Linked DNA regions of Sus scrofa: region 1 is linked to region 2. Evidence: chromatin contacts called from public Hi-C data. All regions are on one chromosome and are shown on one strand. The core of a region is the stretch at or near the end of the contact, and the rest is flanking DNA. Distances in the headings are between cores, read along the strand shown. Region 1 has its middle 170 kb from the start of SNX19. Region 2 holds the start of ADAMTS15 (A disintegrin and metalloproteinase with thrombospondin motifs 15).

Region 1 (6,705 bases), core at 529-3,028, 260 kb after region 2:
GCACAATCACGAGAGGAGGCTGGAAATCATACTTGGTGGTTGTTGTGGTTGTTGTTAAAGGGATAGCTCATGGTGTGGTCCCTAGCCCATTCCCCCAAAAGAAATTCTAAAAAAAAGCTGACTAAAGCCTAGGTCACCATCTGCTGGGTGGTTTATATATATATATATAAACACATATTTATATATATATATAAACACATATTTATATATATATATATACACATATATTTATATATATATATTTATATACATATTTTTATATTTTTATATTTTTTATATTTTTATATTTTATACATATTTTTATATTTTATATTTATATACATATATTTATATATATATTTATATATATAAATATATATATATATTAATATAAATATATATATATATATTTATATATATATATTTATATATATATATATAAACACATATATATATATATATATATATATATATATAAACACATATATATATATATATATATATATATATATAAACACATATTTTTTTTTCCCTTTCCTTTTTAGGGCTGCATCTGTGACATATGGAAGTTCCCAGGCTTGGCACTGAATTGAAGCCACAGCTGCTGGCCTACACCACAGCCACAGCAACACCAGATCCGAGCCAAGTCTGTGACCTACACCACAACTCAAGGCAATGCCAGATCCTTAACCCACTGAGCAAAGCCAGGGATCAAACCCACGTCCTCATGGATACTAGTCTGGTTTGTTACCACCGAGCCATGACAGGAACACTGGCTGGGTGGTTTTTGATGATCTAGAGCAGAGGTCAGCAAACCTTTTCTGCAGAGGGCCGGAGAGTAAATATATTAGGATTTGGGAGTCATGCGGTCTTTGCTGCAGCTATTAAAGTCTTGCCATTGTTGCGTGAAAGCAGCCGTGGACCACACCTATGTGAACCAAAGGAATGGTCAGGTCACTTTTGGCCCACCATCCATGTCCACGGTTTGCTGAATCTAGTCTGTGTCATGGGGGGCTGGAGCAAATGAGGTGAAATCACAGTGGATTTTGATGGTGACAGCTCTAGGAAGCTGGACGGGAGGCAATGCCGCCTCTTTTCCTGGGATAAACCCACTCCTCTCCGACTCTGAGCAGGTCCTCTGTGTGTGGCTGGGACGTTTGGAGCCATGCGTGCACAAAGGGGGGACCCTATTAGGCACGAGAGTGCACAGACCATTCATTCTCCTCACTGTGGCTTTAATTATCGTACTGCAAGGCCTTTGGGAAGAGAGCTGAGGCTTTGTGCTCTTTCAGACCAGCTCCAAACCCCAGAACAATGCTGTCCATTCTGAGCCCTCGCTGACTGTCTTTATTTCTTCACCTGCACTGAGAGCTCCCCAGGCCCATATGGAAACCTAAAAGTTCATGAGAGACTAATTCAGTGAGACTCTTCCAGGGGAAGTTCAAGCCCCGTGGGAGGTGATTACACACTGATGGAATTTTCGAGCACTGCAGGGAAAGATGATCTTTGCCTCTTGGCTGTGGCGCAGTAGTAAGTGGGAGACATTATTTCTAAGAGTGCAGTTCTTCCCGGCACTGATAAGGATGGAATGCAGGCTACCATGGAGATTCAGGTCACTAATTAGTCCCAGAAGCCTCTCTGCCTTGAATCACTGTTATATTAATTATGCATCAAATTAGAATGTTTGCAAAGGCCCAGGGCCAACTGTGCTGCAGAGGCCGGTGACGGCACTGAGCCATCGAGGGGCGGCCCGCCCAGCACACAGCAGGGACCAGCAGCCAAACCCAAGGCCTGAGCACGTGGTGACCCTGCCTGATCTCTGACCCAGCTGCTTGCAGCCTCCAGCCTGCAAGCGCGTTGCTGGCCCAGAGAACACGAAAGCAGGGAGGAGGCGCCCTGGCCACCCCCAGGTCCGCCCTCTGAGCTCTGCTGCAGTCGCACTTCACCAAGGAGAGATACAAAACAGCTATTTGGCTGTTTTCACAGTAACAAGTAGAGGAGACTTCCAGGTGTTTTTGAACGTGGAGATAACATGTCTGGACCATGGTCTGACTTACGGTTTTTATCTCAAGTTTAGAGTTGGGTGGATGTGGCTGTAGCTTTGGTTCAACTATTTTATCTCCTCCTCCTCCTCCTCCTCCTCTTCCTCCACCCTGTCCTCCCTGCTTGTGTTCTCCAGCAGCATAAAACCAAAATATACTAGATGCTTGGTTGTAAAATAAACAGATGATAAATAGCAGTCTCTGTGCCTGTTGGGCTGTAATTCCATCGAGGGCCTGTGTTGAAGTCATAAACCACAAGAAGTGAAGCATGACCCACAAAGAGCCTTCAGGATGAAATTACAGCCCCATAATTCAAAGTGGACTTTGAAAAAATAATTCTCGAAGCCTAGTTTTAATTCAGGGAAAGATCCCCAGCTGTAGTGACATCTTCTGATCAGTTCATCAGTAAGTGAATAATTCCTTTAGGTTCATCTGTGATGTATGTTAATCTTGGGTGAGCATCCTACCTGGTCTCTAGGAGGTAACTAGTGAAACCAGGCTGTGGTGCCCCACACAGAACCCAAGGCAGAGAAGCTGGCATTTTGCAGACAGAAAGTTCTACAGGGGATCATAAGTGAGTGTGCACACCTTGGGACAGTGAGGAAGAAATGGGGGCTTCTGACCATAGGGGCCATCATCTCTTGCCTCTGTATTGCATACTTTCATCTTCCCTCTTCTCACTGTTGTGATATCAGGTAGGGGCTGAGTCTGAGGAACAGACTGACAAAATCTTTGCTCTGTATGTTACCTCTCCTCTAAATGTGCTGGCTATTTCCTAAACCAATTCTGCTTGATCGCCTAATTCACTAAAGCAAGTTGATCTCGTACAACCGAAGAGTTATGAGGGACTCTTTCAGGATGGGTATTTGTGTGACGAAATCAAATATTCACACAGAACAGAGAAAATACACCAAATCCAACAATTCTGCGGGAGGTGGATGTTTAAATGGCAGCTTCTGGTGATCATAAATTAAGCGTTCAAAATCCCCTAGGCATCCACTGTCGCCTAGGTGTTAAATGAAACAACACGTGTGTAAGGGTTGGCAGATGGTAAGGGCTCCATATACAGTCATTTATTGATACAATTTGTACCATAAAAGTCAGAAACTCTTCACATATGCCCTTTTATATAATTACACGCTTTCTTCAACAAGGCTGTTATTTATAACAAAAATCTATAGCTATGAAGAAAAGTAACAGAAAGGAACAATTTAAGGTAATCAGATGAAAATGAACAAAGAATACTAATTTTTTACTAGAGTTATGAGGTAAAAGTTTCATATGAGCTTTGTATTGGATTTTCTCATTCTTTAGTAGTTTCTTAAGGTGGAAATTTAGATAATTGATTGGAGAACTTTCTTTTTCAAATACAAACATTAAAGTTGTAAATGTCCCTCTAGGTACTGCTTTGGCTGCATCCCACATATTTTGATATATTTTCATTTTTGTTTTGGTTCAAACTGTTTTCTAATCTCTCTTAGGATTAAATTTGGACTCATGTGTTATTTATTTTCTAAATGTTTGAGGATTTTCTGGAATTATTTCTGGTGTTGTTTTTTATTCTTAAATATGTTATGATCAGAGAACATACTTTGTATGATTTAAATTCCCTTAAATTTACAGAGACTTGTTTTATGATCCAGAATATGGCCTTTCTTTGTAAATGTTGTATGTGCATTGGAAAAGAATTTGTGTTGTACTGTTTCTGGATAGAGAATTCTTTTATAATAATAATAAAAGTGTCACGTGTATGGCATTTGTTACAGTTCAACATCTGTATACACTACAGAGCGATTACCCCCACAAATTTAGTTATCATCCATCACCACACAGTTGACCTTCTTTACCCATTTTGCCTACCTCCCCCACCTCCTTCCCCTCTGGTAGCCACTGATCTGTTTTTTGTATCTATGAGTTTGTTTTTGTTGTATTTTGTTTGTTGGTTGGTTTTGTTTTGTTTTGTTTTAGATTCCACCTATGAGTGAAATTATATGGTATTTGTCTTTTTCCTTCTGATTCATTTCACTTAACTCAAAGTCCATCCATGTTATCAAAAATAGCAGGATTTCATTCTTTTTTATGGCTAAGTAGTATTCCATTGTGGTACGTGTGTGTATACACACACACACACATACATATATCTCACATCTTTATCCATTTATTCATCAGTGGGCATTTACATTGTTTCCATATCTTGGCTATTGTAAGTGGTGCTATAATAAAATTGGGTGGATATATCTTTGAATTTGTGTTTTCATGTTCTTTAGATAAATACTCATGTTTTAGATAAATTTGTGTTTCATGTTCTTTAGATAAATACCCATAAGTGCAATCACTGGGTCATATAGTAGTTCTATTCTTAATTCTTTGAGGAATCTCCATTCTGTTTTCCATAGTGGCTGTGCCAGTTTGCAGTTCCAACAGTATGTAAGGGTCCCCTTTGCTCCACATCCTTGCCAGCATTTATTATTCCTTGTCTTATCAATAATAGCCATTCTAACAGGAATGAGGTGATATCTCATTGTGGTTTGATTTGCATTTCTCTGGTGATTAATGAACATCTTTTCATGTATCTGTTGGTCCTCTTTGGAAAAATATCTACTCAGACCTTCTGCATATTTTTTAATTGGATTGTTTGGTTTTTTGATATTGAGTTGAATGTGTCATTTATATATTTTGGATACATGATTTTCAAATGTCTTTTCCATTCAGTAGGTTGCCTTTTCATTTTGAAGATTCCTTCACTTTGCAGAAACTTTTTAGTTTTATGTAGTCCCATTTGTTTATTTTTTTATTTATTTATTTTTTTGTCTTTTTGTTGTTGTTGTTGTTGTTGCTGCTATTTCTTGGGCCGCTCCTGCGGCATATGGAGGATCCCAGGCTAGAGGTTGAATCGGAGCTGTAGCCACCGGCCTACACCAGAGCCACAGCAACATGGGATCCGAGCCGTGTCTGCAACCTACACCACAGCTCACGGCAACGCCGGATCGTTAACCCACTGAGCAAGGGCAGGGATCGAACCCGCAACCTCATGGTTCCTAGTCGGATTCGTTAACCACTGCACCACGACGGGAACTCCCATTTGTTTATTTTTGTTTTTGTTTCCCTTGCCTTTGGAGTTAGATCCACCAACAGATAAATGAAAAGATACTTATTAATCACAAAGATTGATGTCAGTGAAGTTATCACCTAGGTTTTCTTATAGGAATTTTATAGTTTCAAGTATTCCTTCAAGTCTTTACTCCATTTTGAATTAATTTTTGTGTCTAGTGCTAAGACAGTTTCATTCTTTTGCATTTGCTCACCCTCATTTCCCCACACTGTTTATTCAAGAATCTGTTCTTTCTTCCTTGTGTGTTCTTTGCTCCTTTATCATAGGTTAACTGTCCATGTATGTGTGGGAGGATGGAGTATTCTGCAACTGACAACTGTCAATTAGGTCAAGTTGCTCAATAGTTTTGTTCAAGTGCTCGATACTCTTATTTTCTGTCTACACGTACATCAATTAATATAAAAAGGATTTTAAATTTTCTATCACTGTCAATTTATCTGTTTGGGTTCTATCAGTTTTGTTTCATTTATTTTGAAGTTGTTAAGTATGATTAGATACATATACATTTAGGATGGTTATACTTTGATGATGAATTGACCCCTTTGTCATTATGGAATATCCTTCTTTATCTTAGACAATATTATTTGTTCTAAGGTGTGCTTTGTCTGACATCAAATATAGCTACCCAGATTTCTTTTGATTAGTTTTTGGATGGTATGCTTTTTTAAATCCAATCTGACAATCTCTGAATTTTTTTTTTTTGTCTTTTTACCTTTTCTAGGGCTACTCCCGCAATCTCTGATTTTTAATTGGAGTATGAAAAAAATTTTTTTTAAATATCTCTTGTGTAGGTCTGCTGTTGATGAATCCCTTCAGCTTTTATTTGTATGAAATATTTTTTTTCCATCTCTAGCATTCTCTATTGTGGTCTTCATTTTTAAAAGATAATTTTCCTGGGAATACAATTCTTTGATAATAGCTTCTTTCGGCATTTTAAGGTGTTACTCCATTTTCTTTTGACTTGTGTGTTTTATCATAAGAATTCTGCTCTTGTGCTTGTCTTTATTACTCTGGGGTTTGTTGTTGTTGTTGTTGTTGTTGTTGTTGTTGTTGTTGTTGTGTTTTGTCCTTTTAGGGCTGCACCCACAGCATGTGGAGTTTCCCAGGCGAGGGGTCTAATTGGATCTGTTGCTGCTGGCCACAGCCACAGCCACAGCAACACCAGATCCAAGACACGTCTATGACCTACACCATAGCTCATGGCAACGCCGGATCCTTAACCCACTGAGAGAGGCCAGGGATTGAACCCTCAACCTCATGGTTCCTAGTTGGATTTGTTTCCACTGCGCCACAAGGGGAACTCCTATTACTCTGTTTTTTATATGCCCTTTATCTCTGGCTACTTTTAAGATTTTCCTCTTGTCTCTATTTTAAAGTAACTTGGCTATAATCTATTTTGGCATGATTTTCTTTATATTTATTCTGCTTGGGTTCCACTGACTTTTTTGGACATGTGTGTTTATAGTCATCACTAAATTTGGATAAGCTTGTAGCTATTTTTTTTCCATAAATCTCTCTTTGTCCTCTCTGGAACTCTAATTATATATGTCAGAGTGCTTTGATGTTGTTCCA
Region 2 (6,068 bases), core at 244-2,743:
TTGCCATTTCTTGGGCTGCTCCCATGGCACATGGAGATTCCCAGGCTAGAGGTCCAATCGGAGCTGTACCGCCAGCCTACGCCAGAACCATGGCAACGCGGGATCCGAGCCGCGTCTGCAGCCTACACCACAGCTCACTGCAATGCCGGATGCTTAACCCACTGAGCAAGGCCAGGGATCGAACCAGCAACCTCATGGTTCCTAGACAGATTCGCTAACCACTGAGCCACAACGGGAACTCCAAGAAGGTGATTTTTATGGAGAGCTAGGGAGGACCTCAAGGTCCAGAGCCTGGAACAGGGCTCTTCAGACCCCCTCAGATGAAATGGGAACCCTTGGCCTGATGGTCTCGTCCCACCTATGCACACCCAGCCTCCCACCCCAGTGTCCTCCATATACTTGGTCAAGGGTCAAATGAAAGAATGTCAGGGAGGAAGGATTTTTTCTGGATGATTACTTTTTTACTGTCCACAGTGCTTCGGCCCCTCCCTGGTGGGAAGACCATCTCTTTCCCCACAGCACCCCAGGCACTGATGGTCAGTGCTGGACACAGTCCCCCCCCCAAGCCCTGAGTGGCACTGTTTGCCCATGTCAGTGGTATAAACATTCCCACAGGACCTGTTCCAAGCTCCTGTCCTGCCGCCCCTGCCCTGGGAGATGGGGAAGGCCACACACTCAATCCTACCATCCACTCCCGCACCTCTGCTCTCCTTCCTGGTGCTGGCCGCTGTCCTGGAGGGCTAGTGGTTCCCAAGGTGTAAGAGCTCAGGTAATTATGCTCAAATAATTAGGAAGTGATGGAGTTTATTACTAAGCATAGGTTATAACTATACATCCATATAATTAAAAATTTTAATAATGACTGTGTTTAATAGCTGACAGGCAAAGTTCTTGAAAATTAACCATTTGCACCAGCCCATCCAGCACACCCTTGCCCCCAGGGCGGACTGTGGGTCTGGGCAGCCGTACCTTCCAGAAGGTCTCTCCATGTGCCCAGCAATGTGCCCTTCTGGCAGCAGGAGCACATTTACAGGGAGTCCTTGGTTCTGGGACTTTTAGGGGACACTGCGATGAGGAAAGAGCAGGGATATTGTAATAGAAGGGATAAGGGGGTTCAATGGCAGTCTTCATTTCCAACTTCTGAGCCCTACTGCCTTGAGCTAAAGGCTGAGGCCCAGGGAGCGGCCAGATGTGGGTCCCGGCTGATGTGTGGGGCATGGGGCGGAGGGGAGGTGCGGAGGAGGCATAGCTTGAAAGCACAACGTGAATCCAGACTCCAGAGCTAGTTTCTCCGGCCAGCCCACGCCTCCCGCCTCAGTTCAACGCCACTCCCTCCCCGCCAAGTGGCTCTCAGCTCTGGAGGCGGGACCGAGTTCTTCGGTGGCCCCAGGAGGCTGCAAGCTTTGGGAGGCTGGGAGGGGAGAGAGGGAGGGCGCTGACTGGGCAGTCCAAAGAGGAGGGGGCCTTTAATAGGCTCGCCGCGCCTGGTTTGCGGCGCTGCGAGTGGCTGCGGTTCGGAGAAGCGGCCCGGCACCTCCCTCTAGTTCTCGGCTGCAAATCTTCGTCTTTGCACTTGACAGCGATTGTACTTAAGCTCCCAGGGCGCGCTTTGCCTGGAAAGGCACAGGTAGGCGGCGCGGGCAGCCCGGTGCGCGCTCACTGCCCTGGGAGGATCCTCCCTCCCTGGGCTCTCCTTTCTGGGAGCTGCGGGCGGCCCCGGGAGTCGGTGGTTCTGGCGTGCGGGCTTCAGGAAGACGGTGCCGGCTGCCGGGGAGCCGAGTCGAGCCCTTCCGAGAGCGCGGCTCTGCGCTGCCCGGCGCCATGCTTCTGCTGGGCATCTTAACGCTGGCTCTCGCCGGGGCACCGGCTGGCGGCTCAGAGCCAGAGCGGGAGGTGGTGGTCCCCATCCGACTGGACCCGGATATCAACGGCCGCCGCTATTACCGGCGGGGTCCCGAGGACTCAGAGGATCAGGGACTCATTTTTCAGATCACAGCATTTCAGGAGGATTTCTACCTACACCTGACGCCAGATGCTCAGTTCCTGGCACCCGCTTTCGCCACAGAGCATCTGGGCGTCCCCCTCCAGGGACTCATCGAGAGCTCCCCGGACTTGCGACGTTGTTTCTACTCTGGAGACGTGAACGCGGAGCCAGACTCTTTTGCTGCTGTGAGCCTGTGCGGGGGGATACGCGGAGCCTTCGGATACCGAGGCGCTGAGTATGTCATTAGCCCGTTGCCCAATGCCAGCGCGCCGACGGCGCAGCGCAACAGTCAGGGCGCACACCTCCTCCAGCGCCGGGCCGCCCCCGGCGGGCCTCCTGGAGATCCTACCTCTCGCTGTGGGGTGGCCTCAGGCTGGAACCCCGCCATTCTGCGGGCCCTGGACGCTTACAAGCCTCCGCGGATAGGCTTAGGGGAAGATCGCAGCCGGCGCAGGTCCGGGCGCGCCAAGCGCTTCGTGTCTATCCCGCGATACGTGGAGACGCTGGTGGTGGCAGACGAGTCCATGGTCAAGTTCCACGGCGCGGACTTGGAGCATTATCTGCTGACGCTGTTGGCCACGGCGGCGCGACTCTACCGCCATCCCAGCATCCTCAACCCCATCAACATCGTCGTGGTCAAGGTGCTGCTTCTTGGAGACCGCGACACAGGGCCCAAGGTCACGGGCAACGCGGCCTTGACGCTGCGCAACTTCTGCGCGTGGCAGAAGAAGCTGAACAAAGTGAGTGACAAGCATCCTGAGTACTGGGACACCGCCATCCTCTTCACCAGGCAGGTGAGTTGATCTGTCACCTCTTTGGACCCAGATAGCCCCCATTCTATTGGGGTCACCGCCCTTAGCTCTCCAAATGCCCTTTGTGCCGCGCAATGTTTAAATTTCGTTGATCTCTTCCGACTGCCACTTTGGATCTTCCGGATGCACGTGGGCGGGCAGAGGAACGCCTGCTCCTTCGGAAGGTGTTGGCCCGGCCCGGCCAATGAACGCCTCCAGGATCAGGCGCGGAGGGGCAGGAACCCAGGAAGTTGCCGCCCCGGAGCCGCAGTTTGTCTCCAAGACAAATAGGAGGCGCTCTGAGGATGGTGTTGGAGAGGTCCGCCCCTACTGCGAGGGGCGTCTAAGTCTTTTCGGATACCTTCTTCGGAGGCTTCCTTTTTCTGCTTATGAAACTGGAAGTTCAGTGCCTGCTTCTTTTCTCATGAGTAACAGTTGTTATCCTGGCCCTGTCCTGTGCTGGGAAACCCGAATTGGGATAGTGGGACTCATCTGGGATTTTTCGTGGGTTGCAGTGAAAGGACACACTCAGTACAGGGAGCATCCCCTTCTTCCTTGACGCTTCTCCTACACCCCTCTGTGCTGGGCTTGTCTCCTCTTTGAGGGGCTTCTGGTCCATTCAGAGCAGGCACGCTATGTTAGTGTACCTGTTTGAAGCTTGGAGTTTCAAGTAGAGCTTCCCTTGGAGTTGAGTTGAAAACATCTCTTTCAATCTTCCCATATCCCTGTTGGCCGAGGGTGATGTATACTACCTGGTGGCAGAGCAGGCAGGGCTGCTCCCGACTTAGACTTGCTGAAACCTCCTGTGACTGCACTTGACCGCAGGCCTCCAGATTCTGCCCCTGGCGGCATGGAAGTGGAGTGAGTTCAGGGGAGAGCATCTGCAGATCCCAGCTGCAGGGCTGGAAAGATGTTGAGTCTTGGGATTAAAAAGACAGATCAGAAAAGCAGCTCTGCCTTTTGCTACAGCCCTATTGAAAGTTTAGATTCGTAGATCTTGGAGTGATTGGGTGCTGTGTTTTTGAGTTCTGAAATTTCTCAGATACAGGAGCTGGGAGGAAAAGGGGCATCTGTGTGTCCTGCTTCTTCTGATTTGGGGGCTGTGGCTTGGGTCTGTGCCAAGCTCTTATTTTGTTAACATCAGAACCACAGCATTCTGGTGATGGCACTGAATCCTTGGGTACCTGTGGCGCCCTGACCCTCCTCTGTATCCAGATGGACTGGTGCACATGGAGCTGGAGCTGCAGTCTTCCACATTAACCCATTTGGCACAGCTGGCCTCTTCCTGGAGCTGAACTTCCTCCTTTCCCAGCCTTCTCCTCCCACCACCTGGCTCCTCTCGGGAGGTCTTTGGCCTGAGTACGTTTCCGTGCATGCTCATTCTTCCAACTGAGGTCTGTAGAGCTGTCACTGCCCCGCCCCTACAAGCACTGCTTGAGTCATGGGGAAGCTACAAAGGAGGTGGCTTCAACCTCTGCACACAGACCAACTCGGCAGTCAGATGGCTGGGAAAAAAAAGCAAAGGCCGAGAACAGGCTCTCTTAATGGGCAAAGCAGCTGCTGCCCCATCTGCCACCTCGGATGGCCTGTGGGGTCACTCCCTGGTCTGAGGTAACAAAACCCAGTCTCTGATGCCTAGGGGCAAGGCTGACTTTTGGAACCAGCCCTAGGAAGAGGAGTCCTGCTGGGAATATGGATGACGCCATCAGAAGGATCTGCCTTTTGAAGAAGCCATCAAACAGCGTGACAGCTTCTGTTTGTCGGTGGAATGTGCTGGGCCCCCAGGGGGCTATCTTGACCATGCACTGTGGGTACCAGATGTATGACCACTTGGGTCGGAAGCGGTGGTTGGTGGGCATAATGTGGCTCTCAGAAGCTGTCTTTCCCTTAGGCGTTGAGAGGGCAAAGCCAGAGAATGGGGAGGCCGCTTGGCAGGCCCATGACCCAGGTATGTGCTTTATGCTGTAGAACAAACATCTCTCCCCCCAACTCCTTGCCAGCACAGACTTCAGGGCCTGCTGCATTCTCAGAGTCTTAGGAATAGCTCATTCCTAAACCCCCTGGAGAAGGTACAGTACAAGATGAGAACACCAGCGTGCAGCTGCTCTTTCCAGACGTGGCCCCTGTGGAGTCTCCGGGAACCTGGGAAAGGAGCCTCCTCAATGCTCCAACACGAGAGGGACTTTTGTCTTACTTTGCAAGGTCAGAGTAACCCATTAAGTCAGATGTGTGGGCTCTGCTTAGGCCTTATCTAGTATAATAATGGTGCAAGTAGTGCTTTTTCAAGCCAAAATTAGAAAAAAATATACATATAAAATTTGTTTGGATTCGATGTTTTTAGAAATAGGCTTATGTTGTAAATTACCTTTTGTTTCTAAAGGACCTTGAACTGATGGACACCTTTAGAGTCACCTGTTTCTTGCTTCCCGCAGAGAAATGGGAACCATGATGAGTGCCTTTTTCTGACTGAGGTCTGGTTAGGGTTTTCATGGGGAGGAAACAGTGAGGAAGGGCTTGGGCTCGGGGTTGGGGTGGGGGGTTGGGGTGGCAGGGGCGCGGCATTTCCTCCAGTGAAGGAGAGGTGAGAGCAGCTCCTGGGAGTTGCCCACACCAGGGGTCCTGGAGGAGAGCGGGAGGGCAGGCTGGCAGCTCTCTCTCCCACCCGGGTCAGGGCTGCCGTGGTGGAAACAAGCCCAACCAGGCTGTGGGGAGCCCTGCTGTCCTCTTGGCAGGCAGAGGGAGGGGTGAGGGTGTTGAAATCAAAACACCAGGAAGATGGAGACCCAGCAAGGACCCTTTACTGTCCACAAAAGGGAAAAATGGATCCTACGGCAAGTATTTTGACTATTTGGCAAGTTTACTTAAAGTTTCAGAAGGAGTCCATATTTCTGGAGGAAGAGTGCATATCGGGCTCAGCGAAGTGATCAGCCTCCAGCACATAACAGCAGGGTGAGGTCACACAGGCTTGGAACCAGGATCTGCGGAGAACGAGAGCCAGTCTTTCTGGGTGGACGTTTATTTCCTCAAGGAGAAGATTCTACGGCATCTGCGGCGTTGGGCAACAGGAGCCAGACCCTGAATGCTGAGATCCACGGGGCTGCCCTTCTCTCTCTTTGGGACCAAAGTTTCTGCTGTTTGGGTAGCTCTGTGGTCGGCTGGCTTCCATTCATTTATCCATACATTCTCTCAATACTTATTGAGCATCTATTGATTCTAGTCTCTCCTGGGCTGTGGAGGTACAAAGCCTCATCAGACATGGCCTCTGGCCTCCAGGACTTTACTGCACATCAGGG

The links. Hi-C and Micro-C count contacts between places; a contact is called where the count stands out from the background.
Region 1: a Hi-C map of skeletal muscle shows a contact between it and region 2, with 4 times the contacts expected there. The contact joins the enhancer-like site here to the promoter of ADAMTS15 in region 2. A contact is called at or near these places in 7 of 47 Hi-C or Micro-C datasets (heart right ventricle, liver, mesenteric adipose tissue and 3 more) and 1 of 2 datasets of contacts at active chromatin or transcription factors (skeletal muscle).

The regions. Positions count from the first base shown.
Region 1 is chr9:57,383,598-57,390,302 of Sscrofa11.1, forward strand. No RefSeq gene overlaps it. Among named protein-coding and RNA genes, the nearest start is that of SNX19, 170 kb to the right of the region's middle. Within about 2 kb of position 1,779, at least 28 of the 83 cell types and tissues checked have an H3K27ac peak or open chromatin away from gene starts, as enhancers often do. A contact at or near this core is called in liver, mesenteric adipose tissue, omental adipose tissue and 1 more, where this site is marked.
Region 2 is chr9:57,126,034-57,132,101 of Sscrofa11.1, forward strand. It overlaps ADAMTS15 (A disintegrin and metalloproteinase with thrombospondin motifs 15), which reads left to right and starts at 1,494. Exons shown (of 8, transcript XM_003130081.4): 1 at 1,494-2,778. The coding sequence starts at 1,822.